Linked DNA regions of Bombyx mori: region 2 is linked to region 1. Evidence: chromatin contacts called from public Hi-C data. All regions are on one chromosome and are shown on one strand. The core of a region is the stretch at or near the end of the contact, and the rest is flanking DNA. Distances in the headings are between cores, read along the strand shown.

Region 1 (2,910 bases), core at 201-2,700:
AAGTAACACTAAATAGACAAAATAAACCAATTCACACAACTGCGCTCCTCGCGTTCCCGCCAAAAAGTACTTTCCTTTTCCTTATAAAAAAGTCCTTTTCCATATTTTTTTTATTACCTAAGTGGTCAGACGAAAGATAATGCAAGCAAAGTACCTCTTAATAATGTTCTTTACGTCCATCCAGTACGAATCACTTTTTACAATAACAGTGACATCGACTTATCTTGGAATGAAAAAAACCTAAATAACGGATACAAAATAAATATATATTATATGTTTTTTTACAAACAATTTCATTGTGTTAGTTACAGACGAAAAATTTGATCATGACGCATGGACTGTAGTATTTCATTGAAAAGAATAGCATTAAATAGCAATGGTTTCTTTTATACGAATAAACATTGGTTGACACGACTGTACTCATATCGCAATTTAAAAAAACGAACAAACTACTGGAGGATTCAGAAACGTGCCATTCGACCTTGTATACTCGTAGTAACGAGTCTTTTCGAAATTTGTAATAAAATCTTGAATGTCTTCGAGAAATTTGCATCTGTCGGTGCTACCCTTTTCAAGTTCTATCCAAGAGAGATTACCTACTTAATGGGGCGAAAAACCGATTGTGAACCAGTGTCATTAATTCGACTTCTCTTACCTACTTACGAATTCTCTGGGCCGGATCTCCCAAATACCAGCTTCATACAGAAGAGGGCCTTTCGGATTATTGATAATTCCATTCTCACGGACTGTTTAGAACCTCTGGTTCTGCGGAGGGACTTCTGTTCCCTCGGTATTTTGTACCGTATGTTCCATGGGGAGTGCTCTGAGGAATTGTTTGAGATGATACCACACCTCGTTTTTACCATCGCACCGCCCGCCACCGGAAAAGAGTTCATCCATTATACATTGGAACCACTGCATTCATAGTGCGTTTCCAGATATCTTTTTTCCCACGTACCATCCGGCTTTGAAATGAGCTCCCCTACACTGTGTTTCCCAAGCATTAAACGGTAGGCAGCGGCTCGGCTTTGCCTCTGGCATTGCTGACGCCCATGGGCGCCCATGGCATTACCATCAGGTGGGCCGTATGCTCGTCTGCCTACAAGCGCAATAAAAAAAAACGCTCTTCCTCATATCATCCCACAAGCTCAATACGAAGGGTAACGATTAAGTAGGTTAATTACACTTCATAATTACATAAATAATTAAATTAATTAAATATCTACGTCAGTTCTTTCCATAGATATTTAAGCTTCCTTCTACCCATCTATTTCAATTAGTTTGCTGGATCTGGAACTGAAACTAGCTTGGTTTCCAAAAGTAATTTGTGTATCCGAGCTAGGTAAATGAATATTAACAAATTGGAACGCACCTCAAAAATTGATGGAACATGTTTTTTCCACTTTCGAGCCAAGAATTTGACAGCTGTTTTGACGGCAGCTCGTTATTGGTCCTTCGCTTCGAAATATTGACTCATTGCGAAAACCGGCCAATAACAGAATCTGAATGACAACATTCATCATGAAATTTCGGAAAAGGGAAACAAACTATAACGACAAAGAGGTGTCGGCAACACGTCGTGTACTTACTTTTAAATTGCTTTCATCCTAAAAGAAGAAATACTTCTTATTGCGCTTGACTCGAACACGTACTTTTATTCAATTTAGTAAATAAAGTAATCGGTAATTACTATAAAAATCGAATACGCTTAATATACGGAATAAAATTCGACGAATCTCAACGTGAATTCGGGCGTCGACCGGTCATCCCTCCTACCCGTAACCGTCGTCGATTCCTTCGGCTACAATCGTCATTTTGTAGTTATCAGAGCCGTGCGCGGCCACGGGTATAGAACGTAGAAGAACGCGCTTTTTGGTAACTTAAACACTGTGTTGTGAGGTGTGGTGTCGGTCGGGTTGACCGTGTATATGTTGTATATAGTGTCGGATTGCTGCAGTACGGGCCGCGAGTGATCGGGCGGCACGATGGTGGACATGGATAGAAACGACCCGGAGCTCCGGTATCTGTCGGTGGATAGAAACAGCTTCAATGATCCAGCTACGCAGGCGGAATGGACGCAGAAGAGGTTAGTTTGGGTGCCTCACGAGAACCAAGGATTCGTAGCGGCCGGAATCAAAGGAGAGCGAGGAGATGAAGTTGAAGTGGAGATAGCCGAGTCAGGAAAGCGGATGTTGGTGCCCATAGATGATATCCAGAAAATGAATCCACCAAAGTTCGATAAAGTGGAGGATATGGCTGAACTGACCTGCTTAAACGAGGCTTCTGTTCTGCACAACATAAAAGACAGATACTATTCTGGACTCATTTATGTAAGTACTAAAAAATTAAATTTATTTCCACGATAATATTTATATAACTTTGACATGATGATGAAAAATGTTCTAATAGGATTTCCCATTTTCTTAAAATGAAGCCAAATACCGAAACCAAAATATTTGACATTTAGTTCACTTGAAGCCTATAACATTACAGCTGTTGAACAAAATTTAAATTATTACATATCAAAAACCACCTGGTACTTAAATGATAAAGTTAATTTAGTATTTTTATCTAGGTTATGATGAGTCATAATCAAATCTTTAATATTAAATCACTCAAGTGTACACAGTCATTCAATAATTAAACCAATTTTAGTTTTACATACAGTAGATATAATATACTAATTATGCATTCTGTAATAAAGTCACTATGAAAATAAAAACAGGGATGCTATTAAAAAATGCAATAACAAATTACTATTAGTTATTTATTATGCCTTAAATACTTGTTCATTATCATTAGTAATTTCAAGTGTGAAGAACTTGTAAAGCAAAGTGAAGGTAGCTCACATTTGCCTGAAAAGTATCACCTTTGCTACCAGTTCTGTGTTGTGCAACGAAAAACAAAAAA
Region 2 (2,910 bases), core at 259-2,758, 38 kb after region 1:
TAATCGTGAATTTTAATTTTGACTAAAGGCGGTTAATATATATGATTTGTAGATCGTTAATGCATTTTTTTAAATAAACCTGATTAGTACATGTAGCTGATTAATTAGTGCGATTTAGCTACGCGCCTGGATGCTTATGGGACTACTCTTTTTTTATCGCATCGTTGGATGGGAGCATAGAGACATTTATCGAGACATCAACAGCGTAAATGCCGTCACCCATATTGAGATATGAGTTCTAATGTTTCAGTATAGTTACAACAGCTGTCACACCCTTCAAACCGAAACTCATTACTGCTTCACGGCTGAAATAGGCCGGGTGGTGGTACCTACCCGTGTGAACCCACAAGAGGTCCTACCACCATAATGCGGGATGGACGGGTGTGCTGGTCTTCGTAATTAAAAAAAAATTCGGGTGGCAGATATTACCAAGAATACCACTACAGAAAACTAATTAAAACACAAATTGTATCCGCCGACCGTCGTGGCTATGAGTCTTGGAGGGCGAAACTTGAATTTGATGAGTCCACTATCTCACCGAAGGCGGCGTCGGAATACGTTCCGTCGGAATATGTCATGATACGTCATGACAGTCGACGTGGAGTAGTGGATGCAGCCTCGACGACTCCGTAAGCTGAGCGTCCTCGGGATGAGCTATGAATCTGGTTGTAGTTTTCACTGTAACCCCTCTTGCCCGGGTTTCATCGCGGGCACGTCGCTCTCCGACGTCGCCCAAACCACGTAATTTCGGATCCTCCCGATCCACTAACGCTGCTTTTAGGTACCTCAAGCACTGGTCATCGTTCTAGTCGAACCCGTCGCTTGCGACGAAGGATTCGGCGAGTAAACTAACCCACATACAAAGCCCACTGAGTTTCTCGCCGGATCTTCTCAGTAGGTCGCGTTTCCGATCCGGTGGTAGATTCTGCAAAGCACTGCTCTTACTAGGGCTAGTGTTAGCAAAACTCTGGTTGGAGCCCCGTGAGAGCTCACCTGGCGAAGCTGAAATAGCCTCTCAAAGCCATCAGCATAGGTAGGAAAAAAAGGCGCGGCAGCATAGTTAGGAGGTTTGACAGTCGAAGAAATCTGTAAACGATCTTGGCCAATAGGGCTAATTACCCACTGCTATACAAGTGAATTTTAATTTCACTAAATAAAGAAAATTCTTCATACTACTTTAATTATGATTAACATTATGGACACATGAATATTTTAATTTTAATTACAGACCAGGGTTACCCGCTGCGATTACGTGAATACCCCGATAGTTAATATAAAAAATATACTGTCAGATCACGAAATTCCGATCCAAATTGATGACGTAATATAACAGGCCTCCGATCTTAATGATTAAGCAGAGAAAACGCTCCATTCTCTTAGTTTTCGGAATTCCACAACGATGATGTCTCCGAACGTGTTGTTGACCCAAATGTTAGTTGGTATGATTCATCAGTAGCATGCGAGTTACCTCTCTGATAATATATATGTGATAAGGCGATCACGCATGTGTGTTGACAATGAGTTCATTTATTAGATGGTAATACTCGTATGTGTGGGTTGTGTGAAGAATTCATGTTGTTTATATTTTACTGGAATTCAAATGATAGTGAGTGCATGTTTGGATGTACAATTGAAATTGTAAACAACAGCTGTGTTTTTGATGCGAGCGAAATCTTTTCTAAAAACATTCCGATGTAGATCTATGATCATTATTTATTGTTTTTTATATATAATATGGATACATATATTTGCAGAAACCTGATTAAACAGGATAGCCTCAAGTAATCTTGCACTTAATTACAAAGACCCAAGGATACATTTTACATTGCTTAATGTGGAATGGTACTTAAGACTTTTCTAGTTGCTCCCACAATCATTCTCGTGGATCGGGTTAGGAGTCTCGCCCGAATCCTAGCCCTCATATTTGTTTCGGGATCCCCCCACACGGGACTTGGGGACCGGAGAAACCTGCAGGCTTCTTGTAGAAGATGAAACTGGTCACGGATGACCACAATCCAGTTTAAGCTTGTTCAACTTTCCATAAGAAAACCATCTGTCTCGTCTTTGGACGGAAGACGTTGACTGATACATCAAACAGGACGTGATCATCTTCATGTCAGTCATTATCTTTGTTGCTGAAGCTATTTAGTATTCTGGGAATGACCGTACTTATTTCGTCTCCTATGTATATTTCAAGTACTTACTCATAACGCAGAAGAAAATTCTAGTGAAATATGTTAGAATTGTGGTTTTTACCGATTCTTTTCCTAATAAAGCAATATCTTTGCTTTTTTGTATCTCCATATATGAGTCATCTTGTATGTACGCACATGTAGGTGACGCATTAAGCATAGTAACAACGCATGCAGGTTTCCGAACGTATTGCTGATGAATCGATTCTATGACACTGGCAGAGTATTTCCGGCAGGCAGAGGCAAAGCTTTGGAAAGTTGTGAAGTTTGTTCACGGTACCTCATTAGCTGAACACTTTAAAGATTCATGGACGTTTCAATTAATTATCTGGCACATTGATCGGTTTCGTTACCGAATGGGAAATTGGTTGATATCATAATGATGAATTTGTTACTGTTATCACAAAGATTCATAAATACATCATTATCATCATTCTCCTGCCCTTCACCCAGTCACTTAGGGTCGGCGCAACATGTTTTCTCCTTCCATACTCCTCTATCATATACCATTTCTTCGCTCACTCCCCTCTTACACATATCATCTTTCACGTTCATAAATACGAGCATAATCTATACTAATATATAAATTTACAGTGGTTTTTACGGATGTTCCGTTAAAACTACTGAACCATGCATCCGATTGGCTTGAAACTTGGTATCCATGTAGAAAGTACATGTACTTAATTGATAGGTTAATATTTATAATGAGTGTTGGACT

Evidence for each region. Hi-C and Micro-C count contacts between places; a contact is called where the count stands out from the background.
Region 2: a contact with region 1 is called in a Hi-C map of whole pupa, with 4 times the contacts expected there. The contact joins the enhancer-like site here to the promoter of LOC101736643 in region 1. A contact is called at or near these places in 3 of 7 Hi-C or Micro-C datasets (all in whole pupa).

Annotation. Positions count from the first base shown.
Region 1 is chr17:1,190,856-1,193,765 of ASM3026992v2, forward strand. LOC101736643 (myosin heavy chain, non-muscle) reads left to right here and starts at 1,451. Exons shown (of 27, transcript XM_062673238.1): 1 at 1,451-2,330. The coding sequence starts at 1,986. It overlaps LOC101736784, which reads right to left and starts at 226. Exons shown (of 7, transcript XM_038016783.2): 1 at 155-226.
Region 2 is chr17:1,228,678-1,231,587 of ASM3026992v2, forward strand. The region is part of intron 1 of LOC101736643 (myosin heavy chain, non-muscle); the gene reads left to right. Among protein-coding and RNA genes, the nearest start is that of LOC101736643, 38 kb to the left of the region's middle. Within about 2 kb of position 1,509, at least 6 of the 8 cell types and tissues checked have open chromatin away from gene starts, as enhancers often do.